Linked DNA regions of Mus musculus: all the other regions are linked to region 1. Evidence: chromatin contacts called from public Hi-C and promoter capture Hi-C data. All regions are on one chromosome and are shown on one strand. The core of a region is the stretch at or near the end of the contact, and the rest is flanking DNA. Distances in the headings are between cores, read along the strand shown. Region 1 overlaps Tnrc6b (trinucleotide repeat containing 6b). Region 2 overlaps Grap2 (GRB2-related adaptor protein 2). Region 3 overlaps Tnrc6b (trinucleotide repeat containing 6b).

What was found. A called contact is a pair of places that touch in the nucleus more often than the background predicts. Capture Hi-C pulls out chosen DNA fragments and counts their contacts.
Region 2: a contact with region 1 is called in a Hi-C map of B cells, with 1.6 times the contacts expected there. The contact joins two enhancer-like sites. A contact is called at or near these places in 2 of 39 promoter capture datasets (hippocampal neurons and liver), 7 of 484 Hi-C or Micro-C datasets (B cells, the N1E-115 cell line, Th1 cells and 3 more), 4 of 115 datasets of contacts at active chromatin or transcription factors (CD8 T cells, the SCID.adh cell line, effector CD8 T cells and 1 more) and 1 of 9 other capture datasets (adipose tissue).
Region 3: a contact with region 1 is called in a promoter capture Hi-C map of adipose tissue. The contact joins two enhancer-like sites. A contact is called at or near these places in 1 of 15 datasets of contacts at CTCF or cohesin (the NIH/3T3 cell line), 2 of 484 Hi-C or Micro-C datasets (bone marrow-derived macrophages and nephron progenitors), 11 of 115 datasets of contacts at active chromatin or transcription factors (the SCID.adh cell line, bone marrow-derived macrophages, embryonic forebrain and 6 more) and 3 of 9 other capture datasets (adipose tissue, liver and pancreatic islet).

What each region holds. Positions count from the first base shown.
Region 1 is chr15:80,782,735-80,786,827 of GRCm38.p6, forward strand. It overlaps Tnrc6b (trinucleotide repeat containing 6b), which reads left to right. Exons shown (of 25, transcript NM_144812.3): 4 at 2,005-2,072. Among named protein-coding and RNA genes, the nearest start is that of Tnrc6b, 73 kb to the left of the region's middle. Within about 2 kb of position 2,112, at least 62 of the 459 cell types and tissues checked have an H3K27ac peak or open chromatin away from gene starts, as enhancers often do. A contact at or near this core is called in B cells and adipose tissue, where this site is marked.
Region 2 is chr15:80,624,609-80,628,701 of GRCm38.p6, forward strand. All of the region lies in intron 2 of Grap2 (GRB2-related adaptor protein 2), which reads left to right. Among named protein-coding and RNA genes, the nearest start is that of Mir6957, 19 kb to the right of the region's middle. Within about 2 kb of position 2,128, at least 2 of the 459 cell types and tissues checked have an H3K27ac peak or open chromatin away from gene starts, as enhancers often do. A contact at or near this core is called in B cells, where this site is marked.
Region 3 is chr15:80,914,390-80,918,482 of GRCm38.p6, forward strand. Tnrc6b (trinucleotide repeat containing 6b) reads left to right here. Exons shown (of 25, transcript NM_144812.3): 19 at 2,295-2,471; 20 at 3,562-3,708. Among named protein-coding and RNA genes, the nearest start is that of Mir5113, 24 kb to the right of the region's middle. Within about 2 kb of position 1,657, at least 33 of the 459 cell types and tissues checked have an H3K27ac peak or open chromatin away from gene starts, as enhancers often do. A contact at or near this core is called in adipose tissue, where this site is marked.

The sequences.
Region 1 (4,093 bases), core at 862-3,361:
GTTCAAATCCCAGCAACCACATGGTGGCTCACAACCATCGGTAATGAGATCTGACTCCCTCTACTGGTGTATCTGAAGACAGCTACAGTGTACTTAGATTATAATAATAAATAAATCTTAAAAAAAAAAAAAAAGAACACTAGCTGCTCTTCCAGAGGACCCAGGTTTGATTCCCCGAACCTACTTGGCAGCTCACAACCGGATGGAAATCCAATTTTCAGGAAATCCGGTGCTGCCTTCTGGCTGCATGGGCATCAGACACTCATGCGATACCCAGACATAAATGTAGGCACAGCACCTATACACATAAAGTAAAAATAAATCCTTAAATAATTGTATATAGGCTGAGGAAGGAGGACTGTGAGTTTGAAGCCAACCTGGACTACTATAGCAAGAGTTTGTATATACATATGTGTTTGTACATATTCATAAGTAAAGTCATAGCCTATTTGTTTAGACCATCCACCCTGTATAAGTTCCTCACCCAAAACACTCAACCACGGAGAGCTAGAAAATCCTTGAGGTCAGGGGAAGTAGGTACAGGCTCTAGCTCAGTCATAGAATTCTTGTCTACCAAGGATGAGCTACTGAATTCTACTCTTTGTGTTAAGAAAAAAATACTAGAAAGCATTGTCCTTACACTGAGCACATACAGCTGTTTGGTTATCCCATAAACAATGCACTATGACAGCAATTCACATAGCATTCATTTTGTATTAGATGTTAAAAGAAATCTAGTGCTGGGCATAGGGGCTGCATGTTATCCCAGCACTTGAGTGGTAAGAACAGGAAGATTAAAAGTTCTAGGCCAACCTCAAGTCCATAATAGCAAGTTCAGTTCTAGCCAGGACTGCATGAGATCCTATTCCAAACAAAAACATTTTGGTCTAGTGATATGTCTCACTGGGTAAAAACTCTTGTTAACAAGGCTGACCACCTGAGTTCAATTCCCATGACCCACATGGTAGAAGGAGATAACCAACTCCCACAGATTGTCTGTCCTCTGCCCTCCCCATGTATTTATGTACATACATGAATATATGTATATATATATAAATAATATGTTAAAGTAAAAAATACATTCTGGGCCCAGTGATACAAACTGTGTTATCTAGCATAGGCTGTGTGTGAATTCTGCACTACTTTGTACTGCACCGCCTCGGATTTTGGTATCCTTAAGAGTCCTGGAGTCAGTCCTCTATAGATACCAAGGAATGAAGGTATTCTTTCAACAAAGGTTAGATTTTTGTAACTTAGCTAAAAGTGTCTTAACCTATTTATTCTGTTGTCAGTGATATTCCTTTTTGTATTTTCTTGTGTTAAAAATGTTACTGTTCTGCTGGATGTTGGTGGTTCATGCCTTTTTTAAAAATTTAATTCTTTTACTTATTTACTTCACATCCCACTCACTGAGAGAGAGGGGAGAGGGGAGAGAGGAGACTTTTGAGCACATACCTAGAAATGTATTTGAAGTTTGTGAGGTAAGTCTGTATTCAAATGTACCAAGTGAGGACAAACTTTCTCAAAGTTGTTGTACCAGTTTTCCCTCCCACTAGGAGTAGAGAGCTGCCATGCTCCTCACTCCAGGTTGATGGCTCTGTCATTTTACCCAATCTGTAGGTTGTGAAATGCTATCTCTTTATGGTTTTAATTTGCATTTTTCTGACTGACATGAAATTAAGCAGCTTTTCATGTGTTTAAGGACCATATATGTGTTCTCTTCAGTGGCAGGTTTTTCACGGGCTGATATTTTCTCATTGGTTCTTAGTCTTTTATGTTCTAGATGCTAGTCCTTTGTCACAGTTGCATGAGTTGCTGATCTTCTTTTTCATCCTGTAAACCTATCCACCGAAGGAGAAGTGCCGTGAGCAAACCTAGAAAATGAAAGTCTCAACTTCTAGATGCTGTAGTGACACCCTGTGGGTGTGCACAGGCAGGGCCTGGCCCTGGAGTAAGTCACATCATGGTATTGACTACGCTGACCTGTGGTGCTTGCCTTTGCAGGTGGAACAGGAGGATTTTGTAATGGAAGGGCATGGCAAGACTCCACCTCCTGGAGAAGAAAGCAAACAGTGAGTCACAGTTTATTAAAAGGGTCCTGTTACAGATCCCCAGAAGCAGTTGGTTCAGTGTGCTGAGAGCACGGTGGCTGGGCTGTGTAGACGGCGGAGATCCTGCAGCGCATACCAGTTGCTTTGTTGATGCATTACTTCTATTTATAGATTAAGTAGAGGGACAAGAAAGTTGGCTTTGTTGTTTTTCACACTTGGCTAATCAAAGTTTATGTTATGCTTAAGCAAAGGCTTTACGGCTCAGGATGTTCCAAATTGAACTAATTAAGTTTGGGTGTTTTCCAAAGAAAGTATGAGATGGTGCTTCCTTTCCCGAGCAATGTCTTCATGAAGGAGGCTCGATTAATGGGCTGTCTGCACACTCGGAGTGGTGCTCACTCCGAGTGTGGATTTGTCTGCATACTACTTCCTGAAATTCAATTCCAGTGATAATTGAAACTTCTGATCACTATTAAAATGAAGTTCTTATCTGATGAAACAGAGGCTAAAAATATTATAACTTAGCCAACATTCTTAGTAATTCAGGATTTATCTCTTCCCACTTCTGAAAAAGCGGCTGGCTTTAAACTTCAATATGGGACCTTTGGTATAGCTTTTTAGTGGCTGTAAATAGATCGTATTTTCCCTTAATCTGTCATAGAATTGAGAAAATGGTGTTTCAGAGCAGACTGGTTTTTCATGTGCCCTTTTAAAGGAAAAGCACTTACGCTGGACTTAAAGCACTGATGTCACTCTCACTCCAGGCTTCGTTTAGACAGTAGTTTCCTAAATTGAATGGGATGGTGATTCATGAGATTTACCAAAATCTGTAAAGAAAACTCCTCTTCTTTGTCCGTCTCCCTCTTTTTTTTCCTAGAAAATAGTTTATTTTGGTGGATCTTAAGAAAATGATGTTTCCTAAACCCTGAGGAATGAATTATGCAGAATAGACTGCTGCCAGGAGGCCAGATTCATTAAAGGGGAGTGCCTTGTCTTGTGTTTGTTGTGAATGGAAACCAGGAGATCTTCACAGCCCTTTAATTTGCTAAGCTAACAGTTTTAAAAATAGCTCACAGTATAATCCTAACTTTGCTCTATTCTGTCTACTGCACTTTCAGTTTAGATGAGCTGGTGGCATCAATTCCTCTTTAGGGAATTAGAATGCCAGACACCTATTTGGTTCCGTGAAGAGAGAGTAGAAATACTTCAGATGGTTTTCTCTATGGTTCCCACCCAACCCTTCTACCCCACAATATTGTCCTATAAAAATCACAGCTCCATTTGTCAAGGGCTTTCTGTAGTCACAGTAGATATATGTCATCTTACTGGCTCAGTTTTTTTGTTTTGTTTTTGTTTTTTGTTTTTTCTTTAAAGATGTACTTATTTTATATGTATGGGTGTTTTGCCTGCATGTATGTCTGTGCACCACATGTATGCTTGATACCCACAGAGGCCAGAAGAGGGTATCAGATTCCCTGCAACCAGAGTTACACATGGTTGTGAGCTGCTCTGTGGATGCTGGGAATCAAACTTTTATCCTCCGGAAGAACAGTCGGGGCTCTTTACCGCTGAGCCATCTCTCCAGCTCTAGTGTCATTTCCACTTGGAGTATATTGTCTCTATTTTAGTCAAAGATCTACCTGTGTCAGTACAACTCAAAGTGGAATTTAAGATTTAGTCCCAGATCTTGCTGACAGTAAGGTGCTTATAGTATTATTCTATCAGTTCTTGAGCTGTCCCTGAGCAGTGCTCCTGAAGGGACTGTGGTTAACACAGTAACAGAAGTCAAGGCCAAGGCTTTATGAAGAATAGGAAGTTGGGGGAAAAAAAAAAAACAGTGAAAGGGCACGAAGACTTCTTCCAGGATACTAAGGAAAGTTCTGTTCTTTAGAGGTCTAGTGTCCATGTCCTAAACAAATCTGTCTTTGTCTTCAAAGGCCTCTTTGGTAATTGTAACCTGTCCTGAGCTGGCTTCTTCCAGTGGTCAGGAATCCTTGAGGAATAGATTATGCACATGTGTGTCTGCTTTTAGAGAATTTCCA
Region 2 (4,093 bases), core at 878-3,377, 160 kb before region 1:
CTAGCAACAGCTTATGTCACCTACTGTCATTACCTGCTGACTACCACCAGGTGTGCCAAGTGTGTGTCAATTATAAAAAGGACTGCCCACCACCCCAGCTCACTTTCTGTTCTTGGTATTGTCTCTCCCCAGTTCTCTCCCTCTCTGCCCTCCACTCCACTCAGCCCCCCACCCCTACCCCACCCCCCACCCTCATGGCTCCTTTGCTGCCTCTACTCCTTTCCTGAAGTCATCGCTACTCTCCCTTCCCCCAGCAAGCCCCCTTTATATCATATCTGTTGCATAGTGTAATTACTCAGGGGCATGTCTTGGCATGAGCCCACAATGGCGCCCCCTCACCACACTATATAACATTTTCCACCATAATTTTTTGAAGCACTATCTCCCACTGAACCTGGAGCTCACTAATTTGACTTAGGCAGGCTGACCAGTGAGCTCCAGTGACCAGCCTGTCTCTACCTCCCCTGTGCCTAGACTCATGCCTCCATAACCAGAGATCTGAATTCAAGACCTTGTGCTTGCATGGTGGGCTGTTTACTGCCTGAGCCCCCTCCCAGCCCCAGAGGATTCATCCTTAAAGGAGCCTGGCTCTGAGCACAGCCCAGTGTAGTTCCATAAAAAGAGAAGCCCACATCCCTCCAGATTGTTCCTTCTGAGCACCTATGTGCTGGACACCAGGTTGGGCAACAGAAATTCAGAGCTGCCATAAGTCACCCTCTTTCTCCAACCTGTGGCACGGAGTGAGCAGCACACGCCTCTGACGGGCTATCGTAGACACTCTCAGCTTGGTGCTCAGGAGCATGCATGGGGGAACATGGGATCCCACCCTGAAAGGTGGGCCAAGTGCAAGTGTGGCAGTGGGAACATCAGGAAACAGCAAAGTCAAAGAAATGCAAGGCCAGGCTTCAGATGGAAAAGGTGCAGGTGGAGGCCGCCAGGGAGAGGCAGCAGACCCAGGGTGGCTCGATGGAGCTCATGCATCCCCAGCCACTAAGGGGCTCCTTAAAACTTGTTTCCGGGCCCCACTTGGGTTGTAGTGGCCACTGGCGGAGCCGAAGTAGCCTTGGACTTCTCCCATATTCCAGGTATCCATCTACATACTCCAAAGTTAGCCCTTGTGATTTGCAAAGGATATAACAGCCCGTCCACAGGACATTCAGGAGTATGTGGTGGCAGTGTACACCTATGTGACCTCAGGGCACCCTCCGAGAGCATACCTCAGCTTTGTGCTCAGTTGTCCAGGTGGTCCTCTCACAGGTCTGAGTCACCAAGGCCACTGTTGTATCTTGCCACAGAGAACTGTGGGCCATACAAAGGCCCTTGTTGGGGTGTCAGAGGGCAACCTGGAAAAGTGTCTGCAGAACACATGCGTGTAGAACAGAACGGCTTCATTTGCCATTTAAACACACACACACACACACACACACACACACACACACACACACACACACAGTGAATAGCTTTCTAACCGGTTTCAGCTTGAAAGACCTCATGCTATGGTTGACCCCACAGTGTCCCAAGTTTGAAGTTTTATAAGCTCAAATAGGTTAGACCACCAGTTGAGGAAATGGTGGCCTTCGCATCTTCAGATCCTTATTGAGGTCACAGAGACCCTTGTCATGTGAAGGTAAGTCTCTCCTCCCTCCTCTCTGGGGCACCGTGACCATTCAGATACCAACACACAGAAGCACCCCCTGCTCAGCCGAGCTCCTGCCCCGGTGTTCATCACACACAGACCTAATGCCTTGCGTAAGCTCCCCTGTTACCTTATGTTATCCAGAAGAGCGAAAGGAAAAGCAAGCAAATGAGTGTTCCCTCAGCCCTGTTCCCCAGGCTGGCTCCTTATTGATTTCCTGTCCCTTTTGCTCAAAAGGAAGCAGTTCTCTGCGCCCGGTGCCAGAGCCATCCACTTCCCCTCTTGGCTCCACGGCCCTTTGAAGTCTGCCTTTTATTTTGTGTCCTGGTTTGTTTCGTGTTGCTGGGATAGCAACTTGGGGAGGGGAGGGTTTTGTTTGACTTACACTTGCACATCAAAGTCCATCACTGAGGGAGGTCAGGGCAGGAACTCAAGGCAGGAATCTGGAGGCAGGAACTGAAACAAAGACCACAAGAGGAACTGCTTTCGCTGCTTTAGGACTCTTGGCTGACTCTGCTACTTTAGTTATAGAGCCCACCTGCCTAGGGATGGTACCACCCACAGTGGGCTGGGCCCTCCCACTCCATCATTAATCAAGAAACTGTCTCACGGACTTGCCTAGGGGCCAATCTGATTCCAGTTTACAGTCCTCTTCCTAGATGACTCTAGCTGGTGTCAAGTTAACAAAAACTCCCCAGCACGTGCTACAACCTCCTTCATGTGAGTTGAATGTTCTACCAAGACAACTATGTGCCTTCCCCATCTCCTGGTCTCTCAGGTGACTGGCTGGCAGCCCCTTGACTGAAGTCATTGCCTCTTGTCTTTTCCTCCTTCAATCATTCCACACACTGGTCCCAGAAGGACTTTTCTAGAAGACAAATCGGAGACTCTATTGGCTGCCCCTCGCTGGGGCTCTTTCCCCTTGCTCGATGGCACCCCTGTCTTGTTCTCTCTCCCCTCAACCTCTCCTCCAGGTCTTGTTTGTGAGTGTGCCTGTCCTCTCTCTAATCTGATATATCCACTCCCCTGAAGCTATGTCCTTGGCCTTCTTCTGATTCTCTTTGCTCTGAATCACCTCACCCTCTTCTCTGACTCTGTGCTAAAGATAGCCCACTCTGTACCTTTCTCCCTCACTAACCCCTGCCTTGAACCCCAGAACCAGTTGTCTGCCGGATGTTATCTCCTGCCATCAGGCTCACACATCCCCCTAGACCCACCCAACCCAACTTCCATCCAAGTTATTCTTCTGTCTGTAATAGATGTACCATCAAAGTTCAGTTGCTAGATACCTCTCTTGCCAAATCCTGGTGGTCAGGACTGCCACCAGCTGAGTTTCTATTGCGAGCCAAGACTGGCACAGGGGATACAGGTACTATTGTGGCATCTCAGCAAACCTAGGAGGTTGAGAGTGAAACGGAGGCTGAGGGATTAAACAACCTGTCAAAATCACGCAGAGACAGTGACTGGGCCAGGGCCTGCATGGAGCGCTCTCTGTTCCTTATGTACTATCTCTGTTCTATATATATTTCTTTCCCTAAGTCCCCCAAGGGAAGACATTCTCCATTAGAAAAAGAAAAAGTGTGATGCTAGAACAAAGGAACACAGGCTTTGTCACCCCATGAATATGGATTCAGTTCCCAGCCTGTGAGCTGTGTAGCCTGGGCCTAGGCACCTGCCAGTGTGAACCTCAGTGCCAGCCTCAGTGTGAGCCTCAGTGTGAGCCTCATCAGTGCCAGACTCAGTGTGAGCCTCAGTGTGAGCCTCAGTGTGAGCCTCATCAGTGCCAGTCTCAGTGCCAGCCTCAGTGTGAGCCTCAGTGTGAGCCTCAGTGTGAGCCTCATCAGTGCCAGTCTCAGTGCCAGCCTCAGTGTGAGCCTCAGTGTGAGCCTCAGTGTGAGCTTCAGTGTGAGCCTCATCAGTGTGAGCCTCAGTGTGAGCCTAAATGTGAGCATCAGTGTGAGCCTCAGTGTGAGCCTCAGTATGAGCCTCATCAGTGCCAGTCTCAGTGCCAACCTCAGTGTGAGCCTCAGTGTGAGCCTCAGTGTGAGCCTCAGTGTGAGCCTCAGTGTGAGCATCAGTGTGAGCCTCATCAGTGTGAGCATCAGTGTGAGCATCATCAGTGTGAGCCTCATCAGTGTGAGCATCAGTGTGAGCATCATCAGTGTGAACATCAGTGTGAGCATCAGTGTGAGCATCATCAGTGTGAGCATCATCAGTGTGAGCATCGGTGTGAGCCTCAGTGTGAACCTCAGTGTTTGCCTCTGTGAAAGGATGGCCTATCCTGCAGAGTCTAGGAAAGGAGTTAAAGGTCATGGTCCAAAGCAGACCCTGAGCAAGCAGCGGCCATATTATCACGACTACATGCCTTCTTGCTCTCTCGGCCAATGGTCATCGGAAGCCGTTGTCTCCTCTCTCTTCCTCCCCAATCAGTCGACACACTGGTGCCAGAAGGACTCT
Region 3 (4,093 bases), core at 407-2,906, 130 kb after region 1:
GAGGCCAGCCTGGTCTACAAAGTGAGTTCCAGGACAGCCAGGGCTACACAGAGAAACCCTGTCTCAAAAAAACAAAAAACAAAAAAAAAGAGAGAGAGAGAACAGAATCCTCTTGCTGAGGTGTTGGTTGGTTTGGTTAGCTGAGAATTTGTGGTCCGTGCTAATCTCAAATTCTTGGCTCTGTGCTTTTTGGGAGCTCAGAGATCAGTATCAGATTTTTGAAAACTCCTGCCCTGACCTGGGTATTGTTGTACATGCAAGTTAAAAACCAGCATAAGCTATACTTAGTTCAAGGTTGTATTGGAAGATGTAGTGAAACCCTGTCTCAGAAAAAGAAGAAAGATTCCCTAAGCTTCAAAAGATTGCTAGTAGATGAGAATTCTTTTTTTGTTTGTTTTTTGTTTTTGTTTTTTCGAGACAGGGTTTCTCTGTATAGCCCTGGCTGTCCTGGAACTCACTCTGTAGACCAGGATGGCCTCGAACTCAGAAATCTGCCTGCCTCTGCCTCCCAAGTGCTGGGATTAAAGGCATGTGCCACCATGCCCGGCATAGATGAGAATTCTTAAGGTTTAAACTTTGTTCAGAGCCCCTTGTTCTCTGTGAGTTAGTGTCCCTCCAGACAGCATCTGAGTCATACTGGATTAGCCTTGCCTGTCCATCATTTCCTTTCAGAGCTTCTTCATTTCCCTAGAAAACAGATAAGAAGTCTAGACCTTCTTCCAGCCTTCAATGCAATGCTTGTTTCATTTGTCAATATTTCATTTGGATTCAGAGTTGTCTCCATGAGAATCAATATAGATAAGTGTCTGGTGTTCCTGCTGCAGAGCCTCAGCAGTCTTAACCCAGCCAGCTCATTCAGGTTTCTGTTATAAACCCTCTTTAATAAGCCCATTATAAAACTTCTTTAATAACCCCCATGCAGAGACTGGGAAAGAAGCCACCCAGAGCTCTCTGCCTGTCCCATTAAGCATGATCAAAATCAAGAATAATTTACTGAAATTATAAAGGCTGTTTTATGGACTGAGTAACCCTAGTCTTGGGTCATCCATAGCTCTGGGCACTTTAATAACTTCCTCAGGCTAGTGATTTGCCAGGTCTGGATAATAAATATAAATAAAATGGCATGCTAAAAGATACCTCAGTACAGTATCCTCTTTCCTTATCAGAAAATGTAGATCATGTTTTCCCATTTCCTTGGCAGTCAATCCCCAAGATAATTGAGCATTTCATTCTGCACTACCTCACTGTGCTGTACCTCAGGGTGTGAGCCACACTGTCCACAGAAAAGCAAATGTCCTCTTAGAGGATGGAGACACTAATAATATTCCCTTAGTCTAAACCAAACAGATTGCTTACTCAGTATTTATATAAGCATTTTATTATCCTGAAAATCATTCTATGTGCTCATGATTCACCACTCTAAGACTATGCTCAAATTAAAGTAAAAAAATTATGGCTATTTTTTACTTAATGAACGTTAAGCTTTCAACTTTTCCTCCATGAAAATGCTTCAAGGAGCTACTAACAAAGCCACAGGAATACCCTTGGGAACACAGTGACAGAGGATTTTCTCTTTTCTGTATGTGAGGCCCTGGGCTCAGAAATGCAGTTCATTGCTGGCGTGCTGGCAAAGACCTTGTGCAGGAATTCCACTTCATTGCCTTGGAATTTAAAGCAGTTGTAGATGGCTTTCTCTCCAGTGGACTCTGCACACTGCCAATTCCAGATAACCCAAGCTCAACCAGCCTTTAAGAGCTGGGTTAAGAAGCATCAATAGAAAGATCACTTAAAACTGTCCAAGACTCTAAATTTGTTCAGTTCTTCTCATTTTTTACTTTTGAATAATTAGCTTAGAAATCTCTTAGATACTGTGCTTTGTACTTTTGTATATGTTTCACTGGTTTTATAGGACTATAGAATTTCAGATTGAAAGGGCTTTTCTAGAATGAGAACACTCGTGTGGGCTTAGGTGAGAAATGGAGAAGCTCAGAGAGGTGAGCCGAGTCATCACGGCCGTGCTTTTATTAATGGTTGCCCAAAGTTCTTTATTCCTGTGTGGGTGGGTGGTTTTTAGTTTGCTTGTATGTCTGTGCACATGTGCATGCCTATTCCCAACACAGGTCATAAGAGGGCATCAGACCCCCTGGAACTGGTGTTTCAGACAGCTGGAAGCTGCCATGTAGGTGTTGGAATCAAACCTGGGCCCTCTGAAAAACAGCCAGTGGTCTGAACTTCTGAGCCAACTCTCTACCCCTGGCGCTCTCTCTTAGTCAATTATTTCTTTCTTTTCTCAGGCGCTATAGTGGCCCCTGGTAAGACCCGAGGAGGTTCACCATACAACCAGTTTGATATAATCCCAGGTGACACACTGGGTGGCCATACGGGTCCTGCTGGTGATAGCTGGTTACCTGCCAAATCTCCACCGACTAATAAAATCGGAAGTAAATCCAGCAATGCCAGTTGGCCTCCAGGTATTGTTCATAAACTGCCTTTCCTAGAATAGTTCAATGACATTCAGGCTCTGAACACACCTCTTGTACAGCTCACTGTACTGAGGAAGGCCCATGCTTTCTTTTCTGCATTTAGTAGTTATTGTCTGATAAAGGTAAGGCCTGAACCTTGAAACGTGTGCCACGAGAAAAGTAAAGTTCTTCAAGAAATGGGAGTTAAGGAGAAAGGAGGTGGCCTTGTAGCTAGGCTTTGGCATTTATCCTGTATGTAGAGTTCCTTGGAAGATTAGCTCTTTTAAAGTGGCATTGAATTGATTGACACGCTCATTAGTCAGATCTGTCGTTTATCTATCTCCCCAGGTACAGTGATGAGTTTGGTAAGATTCATCTCTCTCTCGTTCTCCCTTCCTTGCTCTCTCCTTCCTCTGTCCCCTCCCTCTGTCTCTGTATTCTGTTTTCATTATAGAAAATTTAATAAAAGTCAGTAATTATCCTTCTCTTCACATATAATTCTGACATAAATGTATATAACTACATTTTATTAGAGTGAAATGAAATAATGCCTCTTGTTCATATAATACAATTATACATATAATACAATCTTCTCAACACAATTAGAGGTTAATATTACATGTAGCTTTAAATATAGCTTCAACCAATCAGTAAACACAGGATAAGCCTTCATATATAGTCTAGGTTTTCTCACGAGCAGTTAAATTATTCCCAACTATCCCCAGACAGACTGAGAAATAATGGTCACTTATTATATTTCATTTTATTATGGCCTTGCTTCCTTAGGCCATACCTACTTTTCCTTACAACCTGGCTTCCTCTAATATCATGTATGGAGCAATGTATGATCCAGTGCACACATACAAGTAAATGAACAGACAGTATGCTAATAGACAGGCTACTGACAAGAGTGTTTGTTCATGGTAAATTTTATTTCGTGATGAAAATCTGATGCATAGTAGATTTCATTGTTTAAACTTTTCATGGGACCATGGTTTTTTTTTTCCTACTAAACAGTTATTTTAACATAATAATAAAATAGGAAATGTTTAAGTTGTTTTTAACACTCTCCTATCCCTATCATTTCTTCTTATCACAGAATTCCAACCAGGAGTGCCATGGAAAGGTATCCAAAATATTGACCCTGAATCTGACCCCTATGTCACCCCAGGAAGTGTGCTAGGGGGTACAACCACATCTCCCATTGTAGATACTGACCACCAACTGCTGCGGGATAACACCACAGGTAAGTGAGGGCTGCAGGCTGCATGAATACTACCCAGCATTTTCATAGTTATTCGCCTGTGGCCTTGTTTCTATTTGTAGTACCTGATAATTTAAGCAGAAAATAGAAGCATGTTTTTTTTTTATATATGTGTATTGTTTGGTTACATTTTGTTTTTCCTTCCATTTGAGTTTAAATAAAAATACTTGCCGGGCATGGTGACACACACCTTTAATCCTAGCACTTAGGAGGCAGAGGCAGGTGGATTTCTGAGTTCGAGGCCAGCCTAGTCTACAAAGTGATTTCCAGGACAGCCAGGGCTACACAGGGAAACCCTGTCTCGGGAAAAAAAAAAAAAAAAAACTTACAAAGTTTCCCTGGTTATATTGACATTTGTCTCTAATAT